Linked DNA regions of Mus musculus: all the other regions are linked to region 1. The links are chromatin contacts, called in public Hi-C, HiChIP or PLAC-seq and promoter capture Hi-C maps. All regions are on one chromosome and are shown on one strand. Each heading gives the region's core, a stretch centred on a gene start, on an enhancer-like site or on the middle of the called end of the contact. The rest is flanking DNA. Distances are from core to core; before and after follow the strand shown. Region 1 holds the start of N4bp1 (NEDD4 binding protein 1). Region 2 holds the start of Vps35 (VPS35 retromer complex component). Region 3 holds the start of Brd7 (bromodomain containing 7). Region 4 has its middle 11 kb from the start of Gpt2. Region 5 overlaps Gpt2 (glutamic pyruvate transaminase (alanine aminotransferase) 2). Region 6 holds the start of Tent4b (terminal nucleotidyltransferase 4B). Region 7 has its middle 15 kb from the start of Gm51583.

The links. Promoter capture Hi-C pulls out the DNA fragments that hold promoters and counts their contacts. Hi-C and Micro-C count contacts between places; a contact is called where the count stands out from the background. HiChIP or PLAC-seq counts read pairs in DNA pulled down with a chosen protein or histone mark.
Region 2: a contact with region 1 is called in a promoter capture Hi-C map of stem cell-derived epiblast-like cells, with 2.5 times the contacts expected there. The contact joins the promoter of Vps35 here to the promoter of N4bp1 in region 1. A contact is called at or near these places in 13 of 39 promoter capture datasets (the 3T3-L1 cell line, 3T3-L1-derived adipocytes, the HPC-7 cell line and 8 more), 2 of 484 Hi-C or Micro-C datasets (B cells and muscle stem cells) and 3 of 115 datasets of contacts at active chromatin or transcription factors (astrocytes and embryonic stem cells).
Region 3: a Hi-C map of B cells shows a contact between it and region 1, with 5 read pairs. The contact joins the promoter of Brd7 here to the promoter of N4bp1 in region 1. A contact is called at or near these places in 1 of 484 Hi-C or Micro-C datasets (B cells) and 1 of 115 datasets of contacts at active chromatin or transcription factors (microglia).
Region 4: a contact with region 1 is called in a promoter capture Hi-C map of embryonic stem cells, with 8 times the contacts expected there. The contact joins the enhancer-like site here to the promoter of N4bp1 in region 1. A contact is called at or near these places in 3 of 39 promoter capture datasets (embryonic stem cells, hippocampal neurons and stem cell-derived epiblast-like cells), 1 of 15 datasets of contacts at CTCF or cohesin (embryonic stem cells), 3 of 484 Hi-C or Micro-C datasets (all in embryonic stem cells), 7 of 115 datasets of contacts at active chromatin or transcription factors (embryonic stem cells and extraembryonic endoderm stem cells) and 1 of 9 other capture datasets (embryonic stem cells).
Region 5: a FOXA1 HiChIP or PLAC-seq map of pancreatic cancer cells shows a contact between it and region 1. The contact joins the enhancer-like site here to the promoter of N4bp1 in region 1. A contact is called at or near these places in 2 of 39 promoter capture datasets (second pharyngeal arch cranial neural crest and stem cell-derived epiblast-like cells), 3 of 115 datasets of contacts at active chromatin or transcription factors (embryonic stem cells and pancreatic cancer cells) and 1 of 9 other capture datasets (macrophages).
Region 6: an H3K27ac HiChIP or PLAC-seq map of embryonic stem cells shows a contact between it and region 1, with 3 times the contacts expected there. The contact joins the promoter of Tent4b here to the promoter of N4bp1 in region 1. A contact is called at or near these places in 2 of 39 promoter capture datasets (hippocampal neurons and stem cell-derived epiblast-like cells) and 1 of 115 datasets of contacts at active chromatin or transcription factors (embryonic stem cells).
Region 7: a contact with region 1 is called in an H3K27ac HiChIP or PLAC-seq map of embryonic stem cells, with 5 times the contacts expected there. The contact joins the enhancer-like site here to the promoter of N4bp1 in region 1. A contact is called at or near these places in 9 of 39 promoter capture datasets (HPC-7-derived erythroid cells, cranial neural crest, embryonic stem cells and 5 more), 1 of 484 Hi-C or Micro-C datasets (embryonic stem cells), 4 of 115 datasets of contacts at active chromatin or transcription factors (embryonic stem cells and epiblast stem cells) and 1 of 9 other capture datasets (embryonic stem cells).

Annotation. Positions count from the first base shown.
Region 1 is chr8:86,883,693-86,887,320 of GRCm38.p6, reverse strand. N4bp1 (NEDD4 binding protein 1) reads left to right here and starts at 2,063. Exons shown (of 7, transcript NM_030563.2): 1 at 2,063-2,499. The coding sequence starts at 2,302.
Region 2 is chr8:85,297,976-85,301,603 of GRCm38.p6, reverse strand. It overlaps Vps35 (VPS35 retromer complex component), which reads left to right and starts at 2,087. Exons shown (of 17, transcript NM_022997.5): 1 at 2,087-2,149. The coding sequence starts at 2,147. It overlaps Orc6 (origin recognition complex, subunit 6), which reads right to left and starts at 1,972. Exons shown (of 7, transcript NM_019716.2): 1 at 1,612-1,972; 2 at 366-495. The coding sequence starts at 1,676.
Region 3 is chr8:88,360,109-88,363,736 of GRCm38.p6, reverse strand. It overlaps Brd7 (bromodomain containing 7), which reads left to right and starts at 1,565. Exons shown (of 17, transcript NM_012047.3): 1 at 1,565-1,831; 2 at 2,027-2,235. The coding sequence starts at 1,783.
Region 4 is chr8:85,479,972-85,483,599 of GRCm38.p6, reverse strand. No RefSeq gene overlaps it. Among named protein-coding and RNA genes, the nearest start is that of Gpt2, 11 kb to the left of the region's middle. Within about 2 kb of position 1,534, at least 85 of the 459 cell types and tissues checked have an H3K27ac peak or open chromatin away from gene starts, as enhancers often do. A contact at or near this core is called in embryonic stem cells and hippocampal neurons, where this site is marked.
Region 5 is chr8:85,527,306-85,530,933 of GRCm38.p6, reverse strand. Gpt2 (glutamic pyruvate transaminase (alanine aminotransferase) 2) reads right to left here. Exons shown (of 12, transcript NM_173866.4): 12 at 2,032-3,628. Among named protein-coding and RNA genes, the nearest start is that of Dnaja2, 26 kb to the left of the region's middle. Within about 2 kb of position 1,848, at least 41 of the 459 cell types and tissues checked have an H3K27ac peak or open chromatin away from gene starts, as enhancers often do. A contact at or near this core is called in pancreatic cancer cells, where this site is marked.
Region 6 is chr8:88,197,886-88,201,513 of GRCm38.p6, reverse strand. Tent4b (terminal nucleotidyltransferase 4B) reads right to left here and starts at 1,632. Exons shown (of 12, transcript NM_001372333.1): 1 at 1,012-1,632. The coding sequence starts at 1,610.
Region 7 is chr8:85,588,396-85,592,023 of GRCm38.p6, reverse strand. No RefSeq gene overlaps it. Among named protein-coding and RNA genes, the nearest start is that of Gm51583, 15 kb to the right of the region's middle. Within about 2 kb of position 1,578, at least 18 of the 459 cell types and tissues checked have an H3K27ac peak or open chromatin away from gene starts, as enhancers often do. A contact at or near this core is called in embryonic stem cells, where this site is marked.

The DNA.
Region 1 (3,628 bases), core at 814-3,313:
CCTGGGTTTGGATACATTACAATTCTTGGCTGGTGGAGTAATTTTTTTCTGGTTAATTTTGATAAAGAACTAGATCTTACATAATAGCTAGTATTTAATGAGCATTTACTGTGTTGGAATTATGCTGACACAATAGAACTACTGCTTACCATCGTTTACTGTATCAGTGAAGAATTACAATACAAAGAAGCTAAGCAATATCCCCATTAGTCCTATTTACTACATCCAAGATACTTAGCCCAGAGGAAGGAAACCTGTAGTGAGAATCTGGAATTTTAGTTTCTTCTAAAACACAGAAATATTCTAAGAATGTGTTTCTGTTTTAATCCCAGGTGTGGGATATGGGGCTGCTTAAGACCGTCTGCAGCAGCTGACTATGATTTGCCTCGTGCTCTAATAGAGGCATGGCTTTGCCAGCTGCAGATAGTTTCTGCAACTGTTTGGACTTCTGGGAACTTTCCAGAGGGTATATAAGTGCTGGAGCCCCAATAGGTAGGGTTGGTTACTGTTTCTTAGTAGTCATTCTCAAAGAAGGAACAAAAGGGAAGAAATTAGGTTCAGAAATCTCTCTCCCTCTCTCTCCTCTACCCTTCTTTCTCTCCTACCTCGTGATAGGGAGTGAAACTGGGGTAGGGGGATAAAGTGTGGGAGAAAGAAGAACCCATAAAGTAGCAAAAACCAGCTACAGAAACCAATACTTTATCTTTCACAATTTGTTTTTAAGGATTCAAGAAAACTTATGTCAGGCTGGAGAGATAGTTTGGTGGTTTATAAAGCATTGACTGCTCTTCCAGAGGTCCTGAGTTCAACTCCCAGCAACCACACGGTGGCTCACAACCATCTGTAGTGGGATTCAATGCCCTCTTCTGGTGTGTCCAAAGACAGCTACAGTGTACTCATATACATAAAGTGAATAAATAATTAAAAAGAAGAAGAAAGCTTACATCTGGGAAGCATTGGAATCAAGTGATGCCTTTGACTTAACAGAAACACAGGCCAGAAGAAGGGTTTGGTTTATTTGCCCTAGTCCCACAGTATGATCCCTATTATTTTTGCCCCTCACATAACACACATAACTCTACTGAAATTGCCTTTCCCCTTTCCTGTATGCCAGAGGTACAGTAAAGAAACTGCTCACTTGGCCACGCCATTAGAAGAAGGTATTTGGTTTTTTGTTTGATTGACTCTGGTCTCAACTATCTAAGTGCTACCACAATTTTAGGCTTATGACACCATGCCCAACTTTTTAAAAAATAGATTTATTTTAGAGTTATGCATATACTTGTGTGGAATGTATGGGCATAAGTGTGTGATGGTAAGCACCTCTCTCTCTAAGCAGAGGCCAGAGGGGCCTTTGGGTGATCTCCTCTACAATGTCATCTACTCCTTTAAGATTGAGTTTCTCCCTGGATCTGTGGCTCCCCTTTTGCCTTTTGTTAGCTAAGCTGCAAGCCAGCAAGCCCTCAGGTCTCAGCTGGAGCTGGGGTTGAAGATCTGTTCTCTTTCCTGGAGTGATGATAGCCAAATCAAACTCCCAGTCCTTATGATACCCAATAAGCACTCCACCGAAACAGCTCTTGTTTGGTTTTTGAGACAAGGTTTCACTTTATAGCTCAAACTGGTTTGGAATTATGTAGCTCAGGCTTGCCTTCAGCAAATGACTATCTGCCTACCTCATTCTCCCACCCCAGTGGGATGACAGTAATTGACACTAGACCAGCAATTTGGCCTTTTAATTCTTTACTGGTTGTCCCATTTTCTTTTCCTGTTACGATTTTTCTTTTTTTTCTGAAGTAAGTAAAAAGGGGAAAGGAAGGAAGTAAAAAGAAGGAAAAGAATCACCATTTGCCTATCAATGTAAAATCCTTCTACTAGATGCCCAAAGGCATCAGGCCCTTATCAAATATGGCCGCCCAGGCCTCGCCTGCCGACGCTTGCCCACGGTCAACATGGTGACAGCGTGTGGCGTCGACTTCCGTTGCCCTCAGCCTACCAACGCACCCTTCGCGACGGGGCGGCGAGTTTCCACAACGGCGGCGGGCTGAGCGCATGCGTGGCGGCTGTGGCGGCGGCGGCGGCGGCCGTGGCGGGGCAGCGGGGCAGCGGGGCAGCGGGGTGGCGGGGAGTCTCTGCCCGCAGTTGCTAAGCTGCGGCGGCCGTGTCGTGATGGTGTAGCGGGGCCTGCGGGCGGGCGAGGAGGCCGGCACGGCCCACGCCTCCTGAGCGGCTCGGTGCAGCGGCGGCACGCTGAGGGGGCGTCGCCGCCGCTGGCCCCCGGCGCCCCGGGAGGCCGCGCCCGCCATGGCGGCCCGGGTGGTGCTGGATGAGTTCACGGCGCCCGCGGAGAAGGCGGCGCTGCTGGAGCGGAGCCGCGGGCGCATCGAGGCTCTGTTCGGGGTGGGCTTGGCCGTGCTCGGCGCCCTCGGGGCGGAGGAGCCGCTGCCCGCGCGTATCTGGCTGCAACTCCGCGGCGCGCAGGAGGCGGTGCACAGCGCCAAGGTGAGTCCGGCCTGGCTCGCACGGGCCGCGCGCGGGGCGCTCGGAGCGGGTCCGTCCTGGGAGCCTCGGGGTCCCTGTTTGTAAAGGGCGCTGCGAAAGCATCTCCCTGACTGGTCCCTCGCGAAGTGCGCAGAACGCAGAGCCATCAGGCCCCGGAGCACGCGCGCTGAGCGGGCTCGCGCTCCCTCCGTCCGCTGGTCCCTTGGATGTGCGCAAGGCTCGATGCTCCTGGTTGGTCTTCACCCTCCAGGCCGCCACTCCAGGGCTTCTAAACCCTTTGGGAATCTTAGGCCTGAACCTCTAGGAAATCAGGAAGGGAACGCATGTAATGACCAGACGCTTCAGAGGTAGAATATTTGGTAGCTGCGTTAAAAATATTATTCCTGTAGTGTTGGTGTTCTACGATTAAATGATGGTTGTTACACTTCTGACATTCCGCCGAGTACCACAAAAGGAATACGCAGGCTTTAAAAATCCGGCGAATACGTTTTGATAGGGCTTGTTCCTTCTATTAAATGAACAACTGGAGAAACTGAAACTAAGCGGTGACTCACCTTGTGTATAATCAGTATTTCAGATTCAGCACCGCCATCAGCCCCTCCCCCTTGTCAGAAAACAGCAAAATTTGACCGCGGAGGCGCTTATGCCTCTAAAATCTCATTGAGTCAGTGAAATAGCCAGGTTAGTCGACAGGTTGCCAGGAGAACGGGCAATTTAATTGCTTCTATGCAAGAGAGTCCTCCAAGCCGTGGGTGGGAGAAGGCTGAAGGTGTATTGTATAGCATCTTAAGCTCCCGGGGAGGAGTAGGAAGTTGAGGAATAAGGTATTGTTTCCTCTTTGGTGTTTCGAGGGTCAGATCTGGGAACTTAGGAGAATGCCCCTCTCTGCCCCTCTTGGTTTGAAGTCACCAATGTCTTAAAGCCCCCTGTTTGGAGCTTCCTGAACATCTTCTACCCACCTTTTCCCAAACTCTTCCACCTATCAGGCACCAGAATTTGTTTCTAGAAACCACATGGGCGATGTTTTGTTTTTGTTTTTTTAAAGATTTATTTATTTATGTATGTGAGTACACTGTAGCTGTCTTCAGACACACCAGATGAAGTTGTCAGATGCCTTTATAGATGGTTG
Region 2 (3,628 bases), core at 838-3,337, 1.6 Mb after region 1:
GGAGAAACTGAATTGGGTACAAAGATTACTTGATTTCTGCTTCATGACTGTAGGTGCCATGTAGATTCTTCAAGTTGCTTTGATTTCTGTGTCAGGATAGATCGTACCCTTGAAGTTGATTAAAAACTCTCTCCTGTGATTGCTCTTCCGAAGGACCTGAGTTCAAATCCCAGCGATCACATGGTGACTCACAACCAAACATAATGAGATCTGACGCCCTCTTCTGGAGTGTCTGAGGACAGCTACAGTGTACTTACATATAACCGTAATAATAAAAAAGAAACGGAGCCGCCAACAAGAAGATTAAAACAAAGAAACCTCAGGGTCACATCAGATCACTCAAATGTCCTTTGGAGCCAACTTACTCTATCCAAGGGGCACTTCCTACAGGAAGCTGCAAGGTCCAGGCATATGACAGCATTGCTGGTTTCTGAGCTACGTGCAGACAGACTGACACACTTCACCTTAGACAGCCGCAGGAACTCCTCTGCTTTCCTGGTTATAAAGGCAGTATGGTCACTAAAACTGCTGCAGAACTTTGTCAACACTTAGGCAAAGAACTGAATTCAGCATGGTGGACTTGCACACCACCTAACTACTGTGCAAGTTCATTTGGGGCCTAGAAAGCACATCCTTTGGAGAGGTGGAAGTTCTTTACATAGAACCAAAATGACTCCAGACTTAGCTGTGTCCAAGCGTGTTCCTTGGACATTACCTTTCCTTCTTACATTATTTCAACAAGTATAAAGAATTGGTTCAGGCAGATTAGAGTAAATTAAATCCCTTTCTCTTCCTTAATGACTGATTGGGTCTCAGTTTCGGCGGCTTGTGAAAATAGTTCTGGGTCCCATTGTATTTCCGGTCAGTAGCCCTGGGAATAGACCTACGAACTTTCTACACACTTGCCTGCTGTAGCTTTATTTCCTAAGACAGATCCTACAATGACCCTCCTAATCTCAAGGGCTTCGGAAAATGGAAGCTATTTGGGCCACTCTTACCATATTTTCCCATGCGTGCCACTATTTAATAAATCAGCCCCAACGCCACTGGGCCCTTTCTGGAATTTTTTTTTTTCGATTTTTCGATACAGGGTTTCTCTGTATAGCTCTGGCTGTCCTGGAACTCACTTTGTAGACCAGGCTCGCCTCGAACTTAGAAATCCGCCTGCCTCTGCCTCCCAAGTGCTGGGATTAAAGGCGTGCGCCACCACGCCCGGCCTTTTCTGGAATTCTTACGCCCTGCTCATCACTTCAGCTCTTCACTCTGTACCATAATCTACCTTTCTCTTGCCATCTATAGTGATTTGCACAGGGTCTGCCCTGCAAGGCTGGCTTATCAAGATTATCGAGTCTGAAGGAATGACAAGAGGTCCTCCCCGGCTTTTCCGACCACAGTGTATCCAACAGAGCTAGAGTGCTTCAAGGACGACTATATACGTCCTCTCAAACCATCTTCTACAAGCCAACAACAGTTTTTCTTGATGTTGGGCCCGAGTCTCGCCCAGACCAGTGTGCGGTCATTCCCTCATCGCCAGTCCCTCATCCGACGCTGCCTTGGGAGGACCCAGGGCCGCAGTCTGGGACGTCTACCCGCACACACGGCCACACTCACCTCAGTACACTCGGCTCCGCAAGGCCGAGACGCGGGGCGAGGCGGCGTACCAGCTCCGACTCCATCGCTGGAAGAAATGCGCGCCAAGAGCAATGCGCGCGCAGATTGTCAGAGGGTTAAGACCCACCCCCGGCGCGTCCAGATTGGTTGCGACCAGAGGTTGAGACCGTTCCACACACCAATCCTGGTCATCCTTCTACGCATGTGCACACGATGAGGCGCGGGCCCAGGCGAAGTGGACGCGCAGAAGGTTCTCTCGCTGCCCTTCCTCGGCCGCGGATCTCCTTAACTAAGGCTTCCCTTCCTGCTGTCCCTAGTTCGCCGCAGCGTTGTACTATTCTCGCCCCGCCCCGTCCACTATACACCGCCGGCTGCCCATTCTCCCCAAACTACGCGAGATTTTAAGTGGGCCAATCGAAAAGCCGCTTCTATCCAAGGGCGGGGCTAGAGAGGGCGGGGCTCGCAAGGCTCGGTCACCTGACGGCGGGCGGCTCCGGCGGGGTAGGCGCTGCTGCTTGTGGTCCCCGGAGTCGCCATGGTGAGTGAGGGGAAGCGGTGGGCCTGGGTTGCCGAGTCGCAGTCCACGTTTTCCTTCGGCGGACAGGAGCCTTGCTGGCGGAGTAGGAGGCCCTGCATTTCGATCGAGGCCGGTCCGGTCCAGGCTGGGCCTGCGGGCTTGGCACGGGCTGAGGAAGGCCGCGTTAGGCTGCGGTGGGCTGCGGTGGGCGGTGGCGCAGAATTTGGTCGTTACCCCGAGACCAGGAGCCTCCCTTAGGGGTGTCGCGGGCTGCAGGTTCTGGGTGTCGGTGGAGGCCTGCGTCAGACTCTTGTACGGAACGGCCACCTTCCCTCTGAGAGTCGGACTCCCGGGTCTGTGCGGAGTTGGGACAGTGAGGAGCCCCCGAGCTTCTGAGCTGGCGCCGTAGCTGGGTCGCGCCCAGATGGTGCATTTCCAGCTTTGTACTCAGCTGTCCTCGGGGGTCCCATTGCCTTTTCTCTGCTGGAAATATCCTTGGGGGGGGGGCGCAGTGGTCTCCCGGCCTTCCGTGGCCGCAGAGCCCCCTTCATCTTGCAGCGCCTGTCAGCGAATTCTAGGGACCTGCTCACGTGAGTTTCCCGAAGGACTCCTGCTTTCTTTTCATTGAGCCCAACCATCAGATAGGAGACAGGTCTCCGTTTCGCATTTGCTCTCTGAGGATTCTAACTCACTTGCTGGAAGCAGTCATTCAAAGGTTTCTCCGCGACGATAGCATGTCGTGATGCTTTGTGGCACTAGCCTTATAAACAGGAACTTCCGCAAAATTCGGATCCTGTTTTCCACAGGGCAAGTTGTCACTTGCGTTATACGAGCATTTGCTGTAGTATGAACAGGTAGTGGTTTTGGATGTGCTATGCTTATGTCCTTTTTTTTTAATTTCAATATTCATTCTTTGTATTGATAATTCTATGTGCCACTGCACATACTTCACTTTAAGTGTGTTAATAGGAAAAACCAGCATTAAATCTTTTTGTTGATTTTTTTTTTCCTTTTTTTTGGAATGGACCTTTATGATGATCTTGCTAGACTCCGATCAGCTTGGTATTTATGTCATCTTTGGTTCTGGCTGGCTGAGTTCTGAGCGTTTGTTCCCGTAATTTGATAAATATTTGATGTATATTTAATATAATATATTGCCTTACAAGATGTTTTCCCCCCTCGGAACTTTGTACAATTGAGATTTGGCACATGACTGGTGTGAAGTTTAACTTTTTTGTTTTTCAACACTTACTGGTTGACATAGTGTTTTATAATACAAAGCATTTGAGGATACACTATAAATTATATTTATGTGCCTGGGGAACCAGATTGGACCAGTTTTCCCTGTGAATTTTATTGGAAAATGGAACCTGGGTATCAGTTCTGTCATAGGCAATTTTATGATTTGAGTAGGTAGTTAGCCTTTAAGTCTCACTTTTGCATCTGGAAGCAAGTGTTGATATCACTGGTACTGTACTCCTAAAAATCCTGAGTCCAGCA
Region 3 (3,628 bases), core at 316-2,815, 1.5 Mb before region 1:
TAAATGAACACAGGTGCCTAAAGAGCCAGGAGACACCCTGAAATTGGAATTACAGGTGCTGTGAGCTGGTGGATGGGGGTAAGTACTGGGAACCGAACCCAGGTCTTCTGGAAGAGCAGCAAGTGTTCTTAACTCCTGCATCTTCTCTCCACTCTCAAGTCCACTTCTGAGTACAGTAGAAAGGATCGGTTAGATTCTTTCTTGAGGAAAAAATGAGATTTTTATAAAATGTATAGGCCACTAGAAGGCTAAAAGTGCAGTAAAGACACTTTGCACTGTGTGTACTAACTAATGAAAAGGATTGTGACTCCAGTTCAAGCCTGGATTTGAATACTGATTCTACATCTGACCCCTATCTTATTTCTTTGGGCATCCATTTCCTCCTCTATAAAATGGGAATATGAATATTACCTGCTCTTGCTATTTTGTAAAGTTGTCTCACACACACACACACAGAGAGAGAGAGAGAGAGCGTGCACTTTATTTCCCTAGACATCTCTGCACATGCAACAGTGAGCTCTATTTTTAGATAGCATGTTACTATGTAGCCCTGGCTAGTCTGGGATTCAGTCCTCCTGCCTCAACCTGAGGGCCGGGATAGGCCAGCACAGCCATGCATGCATGCACCATCACACCCAGCACAAGCAGATCTTAACGTGGCCCATCTGGGTAAGTGCCAGTAGACAAAATTGTCAGTGAGCCACTGCCCAGAAGGGCTGGGCATCCAGAGATAAGAGAACAGGAACGGCACTGATGGGGGTGAGAAGCAGACAAAACAGCAGGCAGCCTGTGCCTCCCTGGGGAGCCAATAGCTGCAACCCCACCACCTTTTCGGAGGCAAGTTCTAGCTAATTTCTAGACCCTTAGCTTCCTTTTCTTTCCAGTTACTTTAGCATATAAATTGTTTTTTAAACCACAAAGAAAAGCATAAAAGTAAAAGAATCCACCCCTATACCGTCCTGGTCACCTGAAATAAAGTAAGCAGTACTGTTTCCAGCCTTTGAATCCAGACCACACCTTCACTTCCGGTCTCACTTTTGAACAACACTGCTGCACACTTGGTGCGTTTCATTTAGTTAACATCTTGGAGGCTTTATTCTATCATGAACAAGCCTTTGTTTTTGTTTTGTTTTGGTTTTTTTCTGTATGCATTTATTTATTTGTGCAAGAATATATATAAATGTAAACATTAGAGGACAACTTTCAGGAGTCGATTCTCTCCTTCATGTGGAACCTGGAGAGCGAACGGAGATCGTTAGGCTTGGCAGGACCCATATTCTTGGGTCTGCCCGATCCTGTACAGATGGAGTTCAATAATATTGCTAAAGACAAGAAACAAAAGCCAAGGAAAGTTAAAAGGATTCAGGAAAGCAGGGAAGAGCGTCGGGGATGGAAAAAGAAAGTCAAGACAGGCCCCGCCTCTGAGCCCGCCCCCCAGCCGCAGCCCCGCCCTCCACCACAGGCTGCAGCGCCGCCTCCGGCCGCCAGGGGCCGCCACGCGCCGCAGACCGCATCCCGTCCGCTCGGCGGCCTCTCTTTCCCGCTGGTTTGCCGGCCTCTCGCCCTCTCGCCACTGGTGTCGCGCTTCGGTCGCGTCCCGCGCGTGGTTTTTTTTTTTTCTCGTGAGGGACCTCGCGCCGCCGGGCGCGTGCCGTCCCCCTGCCTCGCGGCGCGGGCTCTCGCGGGCCCCGCTCCCGCCCTCCGCTCGCCTGGCCCGGACCGGAAGCGGCGCCGCACGGCCTGGGCCTGGCGCGGGGGGCGGGCTCTGGGGCCCGGTCGGACATGGGCAAGAAGCACAAGAAGCACAAGTCGGACCGCCACTTCTACGAGGGTGAGGAGCGGCTGGCCTGCCTGCGGAGCCGCGCCGTCCCCTGCCCGCAAGGCCCCGACCCGCGGAGATCGCCCCCGGCGGGGCGGCGTTCGACTCGGGCCTGCCGGTCCCGGCGGGGGTTCGTGGGGCGCTGGGAGGTGGGGCGCCCGCCCTCGGCCGGCCCCGGCTCAGCCCCGCGTCCTGCTCTTGTTTCAGAGTACGTGGAGAAGCCCCTGAAGCTGGTCCTCAAAGTCGGGGGGAGCGAGGTCACCGAGCTCTCCACGGGCAGCTCCGGGCACGACTCCAGCCTCTTCGAAGACAGAAGCGACCATGACAAACACAAGGACAGAAAACGGAAAAAGAGGAAGAAAGGCGAGAAGCAGGCTCCGGGGGAAGAGAAGGGGAGAAAACGGAGAAGAGTCAAGGTAAAGGGGGCTTTGTTGCTTATGGCCCCGGGCTCCAGTTCCCAGCCTCCTTAGCCTGTTCCAGTGCGACACCCAGACGTCTGGGAAGTCTGGCTTTGTGGAGGAGTGAGACAGACCAGAAGCCTGGGTCACCTGGGCGCTCAGCAAGTCTTGTCCCAAGTGTCCTCTCGAGCACCCGTGCTGTCCCCACACATCCTGTAAGCAGCCGAGTCCTGGTCTTCCGTGACTCCTTCAAAGGCTGTTTTTTTTATAATTGTCTTGGAAGGGTGAGAAGTCACTCACCGGAAAGCCTGGGAGGTTTGTCAAACGTAGCTGTTCTTCAGAAGTGAAGGCGATCTACAGGTGTCCCAAGTGTTCTCCTGAAATAAGTTATTTTAATGACAAATGGAGCTGGCGCGGCGTGATGGCACGTGCCTGTGATCTCAGCGCGCAGGAGACTGCGGCCAACCTGTGCTGCTTAATACAAAATAAGCAACCGTTTTCATTAACTAGAAAAGAGTAAGTAGCTAATGTCTTGATTTGCCAGGTAGGTTGAATAGTGCGGGTTAACTTTCTTCTCAAAGGTGAGTCCACCCATATCTGGAATTGCCCTAGAATTCTGCCCTTCCAAAATGTTAGCTGCCTGCCCTCAAGTGCTTACTAAAATGCGTTAGTACTTTTTGAAAGTCATCCTTTCTGAGGCTTAGTTTTAGAGTTTTTCTTTGCTTTATACAGTCATTGATGAGTGGCCAAGCCTTAGAGATTGTCTCTTTAAAATGTCTTAAATTATTGGGGGGGGGGGGAGGAATGTTTTAAATTTATTCTTTTTTGCCCAGAATTTTATGACCTTTAGCTTGACTATGGCAATAGTCACAGTCTTGGGTCAGGCTGGCTTATATTTTCATTTCCTAAATTACAAAAGCACACAGGCATGAGTCTTTGTTTTAACTGAGAGTTTTGAAAGTGAACATGTAAATTGTTTTACCTATGAGTTCGACAAGGCTTGTCTTGATTATATTCGTGGGTATTTGGGCATCAGGTATGCAGCTGGCCTAGAACTCAGTGTATGTCCGTCATTCTGGTTTTCCTTTTGCTGGGATTATGCATGTGGGCCACCATCGCTGGCTGAGAAGCCTAAGAAAAACTTTGAACAGGTAGATTTTGGTATGCTTTTCATATTTAAAAATCCTTGCCCTTGGGTAGACTTCTCATACAGATACAGAGTTTGAGTCAGAACAGAAATTTAAATTGAAAGATATTTTCTCTCAGAATTTTAAAATTTAGGACATGGGGTTAAGTGCATGTAGGTACTTGTGGAGCCCAGAAGGGGGTGTCAAATTCCTTAGAGCTGGAGTTACAGGCAGCTGTAAGCTGTCCAATGTAGGCACCAATTCAGCAGACTTTATGTCTTTTC
Region 4 (3,628 bases), core at 285-2,784, 1.4 Mb after region 1:
CAGATCTCATTACGGGTGGTTGTGAGCCACCATGTGGTTGCTGGGAATTGAACTCAGGACTTTTGGAAGAGCAGTCAGTGCTCTTACCTGATGAGCCATCTTGCCAGCCCTCTTTATCTTTTTATAAACACTTCATACGGTTCTGTGACTGGGATTTAGAAACTCTGCAGGTTTGCATCCCCCTGCTATCACATGGAGAGCCAATGCTCCCGAGCCAAACTTTGGAGAACTGCTAAGCCCACTGCCCACACTGCTCAGAGTAAATGTCTCCATGGTCCCAGGGGAGAGTTCTTGAGCTCAGAGCTACCCCTGTACTGTCCTTGAGGATAGAGACATTCAGTCGTTTCACTGACCCCTTCTAGGACTTTTCCCTTGGGTGAGATTTTCCTCTCTCCTTTGAGACCATTTCTTTATCAATGCTGAGAAATCCCTGAGCCCGGGTGAACTGTTCTCTATAGCACTGGGACACTGGCCCAGAGTTTAGCCCCCAGCCGCCACATGACAACATGGTGGTCTGGCCTGTGCTAGAATCTCTCTGTTTATCTATAATGCCCTCAGGACTCTGGTAGGGCAGTTAATAACCCTATTCTCTTACCCATGGGTCAGTCTTCACTTCCTTGTCCCTATTTACTGGACTGCCTTGATCTAATTCACAGTAAGCAGAAAACAATATCTCTACATGGCCATTAACCTGGCACTTTCTCGCCAGTGTAGGCTTCCCCACCCCCCTCCCTCATTTGTTCACTCCCAAAAATATGGCTACTGTCACCACTGGTTTGCCTCTGGAAAAGCAGGTCTGGCCCCACCTGCCCTTCCTCCTCTCGTATTTCCTCCTCAGCTCTGCTCCAAGTTTGCCATGTGAAAAGCGGGTCTGGCCCCACTCTTTGCATCCTGCCAGGGACTCTGTGAGACTTGCTTTCCCACAAGCAGGCAACCATCTGCCGCCCCTACACTTGTGCTCTCTCTCACTCAGGACTCCTGTGCTCTGCCCACCACCGCCCTTACTTGACTGCCTGCTACAGCCACAAGAAAAACAGCTTTCTTTCGGTCTCCTTTGGACTCTGTTAATTGAAAAGCTGTTTTCTAGGGGGCAACCACATGGTCCATCTGTAACGCCCTCTTCTGGAGAGTCTGAAGGCAGCTACAGTGTACTTACATATAATAAATAAATAAATCTTAAAAAAAAAAAAAGAAAAGCCATTTTCTGTGCGCACACACACTTACACATGTGCGCTCGACCGTCTGCCTGTGCTTGTTCATGTGCACACACACACACCTGTGTTGTGAGTTCTCTCTCTCTCTCTCTCTCTCTCTCTCTCTCTCTCTCTCTCTCTCTCTCTCTCTCTGGCAGGGACTCAGAAAGTGAGTGGCTAACCCCACTGTGCACTACAAGAATAGCGTGCATGTTGCTGGGATACTGAACAAACTACTTCAGGTGCTTCCCTTCCTCTGCCCACCGTGGGGTGGTGCAGTGCCAGCTCGCAGCTAGAAGTACTGGTCTGGGACTTCCGGCTACTAGGAGGAAGCTCTGCCCCACTTGCCTGTGTCAGAGCCATGCGCACCACAGAATGGCACTTCCCCCTTAACACCGTTGTTGCTGCTGCTGCTGCCCCCGCCGCCACCACCATTCAGCAGCGCTGTAGCCCTGTGTGCCTTGGGGGCCCACGCTACTATTGTGCTCCTAGTGATCTGTGCTCCTCAGGCTGTGGGCTGCACACCAGTTCCCCCTCCACCCAAGTGCACTCCTGGTGCCTCAACTGCACATGTGTGTGTCTGCCTGTCCCTCACTCCACAGACTAGCCATTCCCCAGGCTTGCCTGCCTGCTTAGTTCCTGTCACAGGCCTGAACCCAGTGGGACAAACTCATTTTCTGTCCCCACGATCTCAAGCCACTACTGCCAGCTCTCTTACTCTGGTCCACGCCAACTCTAAGCCATGTGTTTTTCTACTAATACAAAATGTGTTTTTCTCTACTTACACAACCTGTCAAAGTTACTTACGATTTTTATTCCTATCCTATCTTGATAAATAATGATTTTTGCTACTGCCATTAAATCATGGTACACTCTATTCAGATATAACCAATCGATACAGCCCTCACTCTTGTCAGAAGTCTTCTCACTATTAATATATTTAAGTTCATGACTAATAGAATCTCCTGAAGTCTAACAGTTCTGAGACCCAAAAGGTCTCAGAAGAATTGGACACAGCTACAAGATACTGCCTGGATTGTGGTGTGATAACCACTGAGAAACGCAATGGACAAAACTGGATACCCTGAGTCAAATGACTTATATTGCCTATATCAAGGTAAGTCATTTCTTATAGCACATGTATCCTTTTCACAGAGAAAAAGGCTCTATATCTTCTGGGCTTGGAAGCCAGACTGACTCTGCCCAAATTGCCATGGAGACCATAGAGGCCATAAGAAACTGGACTATAGGTGAACTCTGTCATTTTTAAAATAATATATGCCTACTAGATTATAATTTATTCTTCCTCAGATTTCTGACTACATTGACAGCTAAGGTAACTGTAGGTTGACAGCTAGGAGACAGAGCTAACTTCTTACCTAAACTCAGTTTCCATCAATTAAATGCTTCATATTTCTTCTTCTTGCTATGCCACTGTCCTAACACTATTCGAGTTCTTATAAATTTGCCTAACTCAAGTGAAACATTTCACTATACGATCCAACTACATAATCACAAATTCTTGTTCCTTCTGACCCACAAAAGGCTCATCTTAAAGACTATACATGTTGTTAGCTTATGTTGTTATCTCTTTTGTAAACTTATAAGCTACAGGAAACCCACTCAGATCCACCTCTCATGGACCCAATAGACTCCATCCAGATAAGTCCATCTGCTAATCAATAGCCTACAGTTCCCACTTACTACCTATTCCTGAGGGTGGATTCCTCTGGATTTCAAATTACATCTAAGAAAAAATTTTCTTTCTCCCAAATGCATGTGCACTTAATCTTATTCTCTACCTGTAGTGTGTGTGTGTGTGTGTGTGTGTGTGTGTGTGTGTGTGTGTGTTTCAGCATCTTGTCAAGTCCAAGCGTATATACACATCAATAGGCAATTGGGAACTGCTTGGTATGGGTACTGGGAACCAAACTTGGGCCCTCTGCAAGAACAGATCTTACATGTTACTGAATCACCTCACCATTGACTTGATTTTTTTAATTATTTATTTTATGTATGTTAGTGCCCTGACACTGTCTTCAGACATACCAAAAGAAGGTATCAGATACTGTTACAGATGAGTTTGAGTCACCATGGGGTTGATGGGAATTAAACTCTGGACCTTTGGAAGAGCAGACAGTGCTTTTAGAGTCTCTACTAGAAGTAAATTTGAATGTTATTGAATAGGTAACATTCTCACTGAATTCTTACTGAATTCCAAGCTCATCGGCTTCAAGGATTTTCTAGGACACTGGAACATTGGTAGAGGCTTACCTATGTCAAAAATCAATCTTTAAAGGCACTTATAATAAAACAAAACTGAAAGAGAGCATACACCAGACTAACGCAGGGACAGGGTTTGAGAATACAGGCTATGGGAATGCCAAGGTTCCAGGAGGCATAGTTTCCTTGAAACTCTTTGCCTCGTGAGTGCT
Region 5 (3,628 bases), core at 599-3,098, 1.4 Mb after region 1:
TATAGGTTCCAGGAACCAAACCAACATCTTCAGGCTTCATGGTAAGTCATCTGGACAGCTGCCAATGTTACATATTTTTATCTGACCAAGACATTCTACAGCATGAGTCTATCATGTTCCAGTGATTAATGCTTTGTTAGTATTAATCCATACACACTCTAAGATATCTTATAAACCCAGTGACTAAAAACATACCATACATAACAGTGTGGAACCCATCTGAAGACATTATATTGAATCATTGGAAATCCAAGGGTCTGGAGCTGGGTATGGTACACACCCTGTAATGTACCAGGGAAGAAGAGGCAGAAGAGTCGGGACTACAAGTCCATGCGCCTCATACTCAGTGCTGTGGTCAATCCTGAACGACAATTAGTAGGACTTAGAAGCACCATGACAGCAAGTATTTGGTCATATACGTGTTTAATCTTTGTTAGGTTATTTGCGAGAGGAAGACACACCCTTAATGTGGGACATAACATTCTGTGGTCTGAGGTCCCATAATGAATAAAAAGGAGAAAGTGGGCTCAATACAAGCACTCATCAGGGTGGACAGTTCCCTCAAGGCCTTGCTGCCACGACTCCCTGCTACCTTGGACTGTGTGCCCTCAAACTGTGAGCCCAAATAAACTCTTTCTTCCTTTCTCAAGGTGTTTTATCATGGCAAACAGGAAAAAAGAATACTAAAAAAAAAAAAAAAAAAAAAGACTGTCATGAAGTGGGGCTGTTGCCATGATAAACCCAACCATATAGTTCTTACCTGTTTGGAACTGGTTTGTTGGAGGAACATGGAAGAGTTTTGAAACTTTGGGCTAGAAAAGCCTTTGAGTACTACAGGCATAGTTTAGTGGGTCATGCCCGTGGGAACCTGGAGAATAATTCTGAGAGCAATGGGGACAGCAGAGGCCTGGTTCACAAGGTTCCCAGTGAAGAGCCAGTGGGACCATTCATGGGATATTCTGGGAAATAGTCCGCCTGTGTCATAAGAGCCTGAATCTGGTTGAATTTAAAGGCTTGTTGTCTCACTCCAGGCCTCTGCTGACAAAGCATGCCATGGTGGGGAGCACAAGTCACTGAAGAGAGGAGGACTGGCGAGCAGGCAGGAGTTCAAAGCCAACCAGGACTACACAGTGAGACCATCTCAACATTACCCCCTCCCCTCCCATCTAGAATAATATCTGTAGTTTCTGATCTGTATTTAACACACTCAACTGTACAATAAAATATAATTTACTCCCTAGAGAGTTGGTGTGTGTTCCTATGTGGGCTCCTGTGAGGGAAGCTACAAAACATTTCTCTGTCCACTTAGCTACCAACTAGCTGTGACTCCCACAAGCAGCTCACTACACAACTCCAGCACCAGGGGATGCAATGCCTCTGGCCTCTGTGAGCTCCTGTACTCGTGTGCACACACATACACTTCTTTTTGTTTGTTTTGGTTTTTGTTTGTTTGTTTTTGTTTTTTCGAGACAGGGTTTCTCTGTGTAGCTCTGGCTGTCTTGGAACTCACTCTGTAAACCAGGCTGGCCTCAAACTCAGAAATCCACCTGCCTCTGCCTCCCGAGTACTGGGATTAAAGGCCTGAGCCACCATGCCCAGCTACACATACACTTCTTGAACACACATCCTCCACACCCACACTAAAGTGGCCTCTGTTAGTGTAGCACCATCCCTTTTTCATGGGTTGTTTCTTCTGACTCAATGTTACTCAGCAAGGCTGGCGATCCTAACAGCCATTCCCACCTCCTCTGTACACGGCTCCCCTTCCTGTGCAAAGCACCCTCTTCTCACAAGCCAAAATATCTGACTCAGGAAAGGACACGTGGGACCATGAGATTTTCTATGTGCAATGGGGCAAGGCAACCTCTGCCAGAGTAAACATTAGAAACAGAGCCAGTTTCCCTACAGCTTACACAGGATAGTCAGTTTCTTTGCTTAAACTGTGTTGAGTGGGTTCCTAATGATTCCTAGTTAGAGTCCTAGTTATTTTTCTTTGCATACTTTCTAAATTTTAATAAAGATATAGAAAGCATATTTTAAAAACAATTTTAAATTTGAAAGCCATATTCCAAGACAAATGTGAACTGGGAAACCTGGGTAAGATCAATACAATGTCGTATAGCACAACCCAACCCATCGCTTCTCCAGCTCCTGTCCCCACCTCTCCGGCCTTAATCTCTTCTTACTTTACTGCCAGCAGAAAGCAAAAGTCCACATTAGTTTTAACAACTTGTTAGAGCCAGGAATGGTGGCACAATCCCAGTGTAGACTGTAAAGGCAAGAGCCTCAGGAGTTCAAGGTCAGCCTTAGACTACACAGTAGTTTAAAGTCAGCCTGGGGTACAGATGTACTAGCATACTAGGCAGCCAGAGAGCAAGGCTCTCAAAACAAAAACAGAAACAAAAGACCTCCAAAGTTTCTCCAACTAAGCAACTCCCTGTCTTTAGGGTCAAACCCTAAGAAGCAGAAGCTGGGACCCCAGTAGAGGAGTTAAAGGACTGGGGGAGCTGAAGGGGTTTGCAACCCCATAGGAAGAACAACAATACCAACCAACCAACATCCCCGCCCCCTCCCCAGAGCTCCTAGAGACTAAACCACCAACCAAAGAGGACAGATGGAGTGACCCATGGCTCCAGCCACATATGTAGCAGAGGATGGCCTTTTTGGGCATCGATGGGAGGAAAGACCCTTGGTCCTGTGAAAGCTTGATGCCCCAGTGTAGGGGAATGCTAGCTCAGGGAGGCGGGAGTGGGTGGGTGGGGGAGCACCCTCATAGAAGCAGGCAGAGTGGGGATAGGGAGTTTCCGGGCTGGGAAAGGGGATAACATTTAAAATGTAAATAAAGAAAATATCCAAAAAAAAAAAAAAAGAAGCAGAAGCTGTTGGTTAACCAAGTTTGTGATACTTAGGTAAATGTACTGTTCAGGAACACATATATTTATACTTGTGCATATTTAAAATATATAAGATACTAAAAATATATGCACATATACACAGATCCACTCAACAGTGACATCCACCCAACCATTTATTGCTTCTGTTGTTTTCAGTTTTGTTGTGATTAGGTCTTTTTTGTTTTTGTTTTTGTTTTTCAAGACAAGGTTTCTCTGTGTAGCCCTGGCTGTCCTGGAACTCACTCTGTAGACCAGACTGTCCTTGAACTCAGAAATCCACCTACCTCTGCCTCCCAAGTGCTAGGATTAAAGGCGTGAGCCACCACTGCCCAGCGTGACTAGGTCTTATTAGGTAAATCAGACAGGACGCAAACTCGCAGACACCAGTCTGCCTCTGCCTCCCCAGTCCTAGGATTAAAGTGTATGCCATCATACTCAGCCCCACGCAACTTTTAGTTTTTATTGACCAAGCTGCTCAGTCACCACTCTGGAAGTATTTTATTGTTCAGAGCTTCCCAGCATGGCTGTTACAAAGAACCATGCTAAGGAGGCGGAAGAACTGATGATGCTAAGTAGGAAAGAGCATGCAGGCCTGCGCCTGCTCACATCCAAATGGAAACAATGTCTCTGAGGTGTGGCTGACCAGGTCCAGCCTGGCCAGGTTTCCACAGCCCCACCCACATGCTGCGACTCGAGTGATGCTGAAACCCAAAAGGCATGGCAACAGAACCTGT
Region 6 (3,628 bases), core at 383-2,882, 1.3 Mb before region 1:
AAAATCCAAAAGCATAAGTTTATGAAAAGGGAAAAAAAAAGAACGAGAAGAAAAGACTCAGTAACCTAATCCAGCCAACACAGGGGCTCTTCCCAAAGGAAAAGCAGGCTGGAAACATTCCCAGCTTATGTACATAATTCACTAGGGCTCAGGTAAGATTCCATTTTGTAAGAGCTGAACTTTAAACACAAAGTCACCGGTGGTGCAACATTCACACACTAACACCAGCACCCCTAAATGAAAACCACTGCTACCTCTGCCACAGTGACAACCTCACAGTGAGAAGCTGCCGACCATGAACTCCTGCAAAGTTCTGTCAGGGCTCAGAAAAGCTCACCATCTATGACAACTTCAAGCTAGCTGTCACTCAGTGCTTTCTGCTCACGACAGACATGGCAAACACTGGCTTTTTTTTTTTTTTTCCTTAAGTAAATATAAAAGATGGGCCAAAGGATCAAGAGCAGGCAGTGTCTTTCAGGGCTGAGGAGATTTTCGTCGTGGACTGGGGGAGGGGAAGGAGCATTCTGGATGTTTCTATTCTTGGCAAGAAGAGCACCTCCTGGTCCTAACATCTAAAGACGCTAAGGCAGAAACGTTCTCAGGAAGTTAACTAGCCCGATGCTAAGGGGCTTCATCTTGGGGTGTGGTGGTGGGGAGCAAGGTGTGGAGGACAGAAAGGGATCAGAGGGCAGGCTGAATTCTAGAGCATAGAAAGATCCAGGAGAAGGACAAGCAAGAATGCATCGGGAAGGTGTGGACAGTTAGGAGAGGAGGAAGGTAGAGATGACTACGAAAAGGAGAGGATAGCTCCACTTTTTCCAAAGGAATTCCAAAGAAAGGTCCACCGAGACTGGTCAAGCTATGAAGGAATGAATGGCCACCGATGCTCTGGAGGCCCCACTGGGGCTCCCCATCCCCCACCCATCATCCCCCCCTCCCGCCTGTGGGCGTGTTCCCCGCTGTGCGGGTGTGCCGACCCTCCAAGACGCAGGCCACGACGCCAGCACTCACCCCACGACTCCCTGGTTGTAGTTCCGTCGCTTCCACGGGGTCCCGCTGTACACGCCCCCGCCGCCGTCCGCCCGTCCGCCTCCGGCCGCGCGCCCTCCGCTGGGCTGCAGCAGGCTGTAGTTGAGTCCGTAGGTGCTGGCCTTGTTGTCACGTTTCCTCTTGTTGCTGCTGCCCGAGGCCGGGTCGGTAGACTCGGAGGCGGGGAGTGCGGCCGCCGGTCGCGGGGACGAGGGAGCCGATGGGACCGGCGACGCCGAGGGGCCCGCCGATGCCCGCCGTGCCCAGGCCGCCGGCTGGTGGTGATTGTTGTTGTTGTTGGTCGTCTCCAGGGGCAGGAAGTCCCGCTGCTCCGCGGGCACGGCGAGGCCGCCCAGTGGGCGCTCCCCCGAGCGGAACATGCCGGCCGGGGCCGGGGCCGTGCCGCCGGGGCTGCCGGGGCCGCTGCCGCTCCCGCCGCTCGCGCTGCTCGCGCCGCTGCTGTGACAGTGGTGGTTGAAGTAGAGGTTCCTCAGCCCCTGGGTCGTCTCCCAGATCTGCATCCACAGACTATTGGACGGTCCGAGCTGCTCTGGCTGGAACCAGGCGATCCTCGGATCCATCAAACGGCGGCGGCCGCTGCCCCCGCCCCTCCCGGCCGCCCGCAGGGCCGCCGCCGCCGCCGCTGCCTCAGGCGCACGCCCGCCCTCGGCCGCCGCCGCCGCTGCCACCCGGGTTCCGCCACGGGCGGCGCGGTAGCGCAGGGAGCCTGGCCGGCGCCGGCGGCGTCGCTCCCGCCCTCGGGGCTCGCAGGCCCTCCCCCCTCCCTCCGCCCCTCCGCCGAGCCCCTGTCACCGGGGTTCCCGTGCAAATGGCGGCGGCGGATCCCGAGAAGGGCGAGCGGCGGCGGCGGTGGTGGCGGCGGCGGCAGCAGCAGCGGCGGCGGCGGCGGCAGCGGCGGCGGCAGCGGGACGCGCCTGCTCCGTAGCGTCCGTGCTGCTCGGCCCCGGGGCGGGGCCTCCGCCGGCTCCGCCCCTCGCTCCGCTCCGCCTGCCCCGCCGCCGCGCTCGCCCCGCCCCGTCCCTGCTGCCAGCCGTCCGCGGGTTCCCCGAGGCCGCACCGCGCGTCACAGAGGCCGCGGCAGGCTGCAGGCAGCGGGGCCGCAACCGCCTGGTCAACCGTCCCGCGCTAGCTTAGCTGGGGTCGCACGTACCTGGGCCTCCGGGCACCTCGGACGCGCGCGCCGCCGCAGGACTCTGTTGCCGCTCAAGCGCCGCCGAGGCACACGAGGCGGCTGCCGACTCCGCGGAAAGTGACTGGTTTGCGCCGCCCACCCCGCTCCGGACCGCCGGCTCCGCCCCTCGGTCCCGGCGCGGCCCCGGGGCTCCTGGCCGCGCGCCGCGCGAGCACGAGAAGGGCGGGCTTCCGCTCAAGGGCCGGGTTAGCACGCGGCTGCACGCGCATCTCGGTTCCGGAGCGGTCTCAGCGGCCTCTGGGTCGCGAGTGCTGGCACCGCTGCCCGGCTGGAGGGCCACACAGCGCGGCTGTTCCAAGGTGCACTTACGAGCTCAAAGCCCCTCAACTTTCATAACTAAGAATACTCGAAGCCTTTTAAACCTAAAATCACACTACCGTTGCGGTTAATGATCGTTTTTCATAGAATGCCCATTTGTGTAGCTTTCTTCTGGCGCGAAAAATAACCAAAAAGGGGGCAGGGGGTGGTTGTCAGTAATTAACATTATCCAGAAGACTAGAACACTTACTGTGCGCATGCTTCAAGCTCGCTGCAAATTCCAGAACCGAGTCCCTGACTGACACTTGAGTTTTGGCTCTGTGCCCAGTTCAATATCCTGGAAAGTTTGGGGTGGTGGTGATTGGTTTTGTTTATTTACTTATTTTGCAAAGGATTAAAAATCTGTTTGTCACAGAATGAATCATTGCTCTACGTTTTTTCTTAGGGGGAAAAAAAAAAAAAGAATACAATGACCACTGGCTGAGCTAATTGTAACTCTATTAGAGTGCTTGCTTAGCACACGAAATGCCCTGAGGTTGGTGCCAGACCCTCAGCAGGAAAGGAGAATCTCCGATTCATGGCCATCCATAGCTACATAACAACTTGAGACTCAAGCCCTCCTTTTCCGGACGGGGACACACACACACACACACACACACACACACACATGAAAGTGAAGACACACTATTAAATGTTTCCATTTCTTCCCCAAGTCTCTGTACAATACATGTCAAAATACAAGACATTCAGTTATTTTGCACTTTTCTGCAAATGTCATGTTATAAGTCACTGCCATTGGTATTTTTTTACATTTTTGTATATTTAATTTTTTTTCCATTACAATAGTACCTTAACAAAAGTTATTTGTTGTATGTGAGCTATTTTTTTTTCTTTCAGCAAATGTGAAGAACTACTAGAGGCTAGCAAAAATGATCAAATAAGATGATATACAAGAGCACTTTATAGGAGCTGGAGATGGCTCAACCTTTAAAGCCTCTAAGAGTACTGGCTGCTCTTCCAGGGGACCCAAGTTCAAATCCCGGCACTCACATGGCAACTCACAACTGTCCAGTTCCAGGGGATCTGACACACAACACAGACTTACATGCAAGCAAAACTCTAATGTAC
Region 7 (3,628 bases), core at 329-2,828, 1.3 Mb after region 1:
GCTGGGCAGTAGTGGTGCACACCTCTACTTGGGAGGCAGAGGCAGGAGGATTTCTGAGTTCATGGCCAGCCTGGTCTACAGAGTGAGTCCCAAGACAGCCAGGGCTACACAGAGAAACCCTGTCTTGAAAAAAAAAAAAAAGAGTCAGTATTAAAGACTTTAATTCAAAGGTTTTGTGTATGCCTTACTCCAACAGTTTCCAGTTGCTGTCACCAAAATAGACTGGAAGAAGATACCAGGCTACAAGGTTGGCAAAGAAATGCAGAATGCTTCAAAGCTGACTAGAGGAATTTTTGGTATGTGAAGAGAAAGGCATTCATGTGGTGTGGTTGCAGGGTAATAATTTATAAACACAACCTAGAATGATGGTTTGCTAGTTAATGAAATGAGACTTTCCAGTCAAGTGGACCTGTAGCATGCTCTTGACTGATTGTTCTCTACCTTGTAGCTTTCTCTTAGTGCTGTATTTACTGTAAGATTAAAACGATTTTGCTACACTTAATGTGGAAGACGTCTCAGTTGAAAGTATTTACAGTTTTTCCCAGCTGTAAAGTTAGGTCACTGAATTTTACGATGATCAGACCCCCGGTGCACCGCTCACAGGCTAACAGCAGAGCTGGGTGGTTGTGTTCATCCTGTCAATCTGATTGCCTGGGCGGCTTAGCATCTCCAGTCTGGAGTTTTCAAACATTTCAGCTCCATTTTGAGAGACACAGAAATTTTCCTGGAAATTCCATGACAGCATCTTCCCTGGGGAACTTTTTTTTTAATCCCAAGACTTGAACCACATTCCCTGCAAATGAACATTTGGCAGTATATATGTACGTGATTCCAGAATGCACCAATAAGACATACCACAACTAGGAAAGGTGGCTCACTCATTATTTACACTTCATGACTAGGCCTAAGAGAAAGTGTGCTTTTAACACACCAAATACTATCTTCCTACCTGTCTTCAACTACAAGTCAAAATGGAAGGGGAGGGGTGTTTCAGCTTTATTTTTGCTCAGTCAAGCAAGAAAGCTGTATAGTAATACATATTATTATATACGTATATTAAAATATTTTTATTAGTCTGTCATTCATACTATTGATACTAAACTATCTTCTATATCATGTGGTCCAATAAACGATTATTTAATTATTTTAGATTATTTTATTTAATTTATATCTATAAGTATTTTGCCTGTATGTATAGATATGTTCCATGTGCATACCTAGTACACATGGAGGTCAGAAGATAGCATCAGAGACTCTGGAACTGGAGTTACAAATAGTTGTGAGCCATCAAGTGGGTGCATAGAACCAAACCCAGGTCCTCTGCTAGAACATCCAGTGCTCTTAACCTCAGAGCCATCCTAGATTCCAAAATATACTTGCTTTGTTCTTAACAACAAAAAAAGTATCACCAGTGTCTTTGCTTCTATACAAGAAGTTGAATATTGAATATATGAACCTATAGAATGCCTGGTTTTAATAGATCACAGTGCTTTAGTGCTTTAACAGTGCTAAAGCTGCTGAGTGCCCTGGGAATGGCAGCCGCTCTGGCTCTTGCCTGCTGTTGTTTCAGAACCACACCCACCATTAACATTCCAAGAACTTCCTTACCAGGTCTCAGTATGACTGGAATGGCTTACTAGCACTGATGTTGCCATTTTTTTCCATGATAAAAGTCAATTTAGTAAAGACTGGTTTGGGGGATTTTATTTGATTTTTTAAAAACTTACTCAGAGAACCTCAATTTGTTTGAGATATGAGATGTTTATGTTTTGTCCTCTGTGTCACCTTGTGTCTTAGTTTGCTTTGCTGTTGCTGTGATAAACACCACGGCCAAAAGCAAAAGGACAGAGTAAAGGGTTTATTTTATCTTACAGGTTACAGTTCTCATGATGGGGAGTCCAGACAGGAAATCACAGCAGAAACCTGGAGGTGGAAAGCAAAGCTCAACACTGGAGGAGTAGTGCTTACTGGTTTGCTCAGGTTGCTTTCTTACACCTTCCAGGACCACCTGCCCAAGGGTGGCACCACCCACAGTGTGCTGGGCCCTTTCACATCAATCATTAATCAACAAAGTGCCCTACACACTTGTCTACAGGCCAATCTACTGGGGAATTTTCTCAGTTGAGGGAACAATCCCTCTTCTCATATAACTCTATTGAGGGACCCTAAGGGCTATTTCAAAGTCCCTACTCTCCTTACAGCTTTCCCCTCCTGCCTGGAGTCAAGGCTAGGCCAAGTTCCATTCTCTACCCACAGGAACATTCTTGAGTAAAAAAATCAGAAAAACAACAGAATGTACTGACTGATACTCACCTGATCCTCTGGAAAGTCCTAGGTAGAGTTCAAATGCATGTCACGATCTGCCCATGCTTGCTAGCCAATAGATTTAAAGCTCAATATGCTTAGCCAATAAATTTGAACTGTAACCTTGCTGATGTAACCTGTGCCCCTAAAAAGTATAAAAACTGCTTCTTTTTTTTTTTTTTTTTTTTTGGTTTTTCAAGACAGGGTTTCTCTGTGTAGCCCTGGCTGTCCTGAAACTCACTTTGTAGACCAGGCTGACCTTGAACTCAGAAATCCGCCTGCCTCTGCCTCACGAGTACTGGGATAAAAACTGCTTCTAACTAAGTCATTCGGGGTCACCTTCTAGTCACTCTCCTTGAGGGACTAAGTGAAGGTTGACCCTGATGCTCTGGAAAATAAACCTCTTGCTTTTACATCAATCTGCATCTCAGTGTCTCACTCAGAGGCATCTCAAAGTAAGTAACACTGACTGAGTGTTGGGGTCTTACATTTGGAGGCTTGTGCTAGTATTCAAGGAGACCCCCTGAGTGACCACCAACTAGACTGATCAGAGGGAAAAAGACCAAGCTCGGCAACAGGTGCCTACTCATGTGTTTGTCTCTCTGTCTTTTGCTTTCACTTTTTGAGCACACTGTCAGCTGGAAAGCCTCTGGTATGGTGTAGTCAAATGCGGGGAGCAGACGTGCCTTAACGCTGTGACTGTGGGGAGTCTGAAGGACACTTCAGACCCTGAGGAGGGAGTCAGGAGGACTTCACTCCTTTTGGAAATGGCAAGACACAGTATCAGCAGAAGCTGACTGAGTCTTGCAATAACCTGGTTTCTGCATCCATGGCAGGGGCAAACTGTCTGTGTGTTGATGTCTTTTTCTGTGTTCTTGGACTTGGACTGATGTTATTTTTGGACATGGGACATGTGGGGCTGTGATAGGCAGCCTATTTTGGTTGAATGGGGCAGCGACCCAGTAGAGAACTCTACAAGGGACAAAAAGTGAGCCACATTCCCAGAGCCAGGTGCCTGACACCACAGAGCCCTCAACTCCATAATTCTGTGACTACCAGTCACGCAGACAATTTCCCAAGCTTCTGGCACTCTGGCTAGACTCCACCCCCACAGTTACCTGACTATAGCCAGGTATGCTCCTCCCCACAGTTACCTGATAGCCCAGCCCACTATAAAAGGGGCTGCTTGGCCCCTCTTCAAGCTCTCTTTAAGCTTTCACCTTTCTTACTCTCTTCTCTAGCTCTCTCTAGTTTTCTCTCTCTCTTTCCCACTCCCCTCACCCTCTCTCCCTCCCTCCTTCCTCCCCCCTCTTTCCACGTGGCC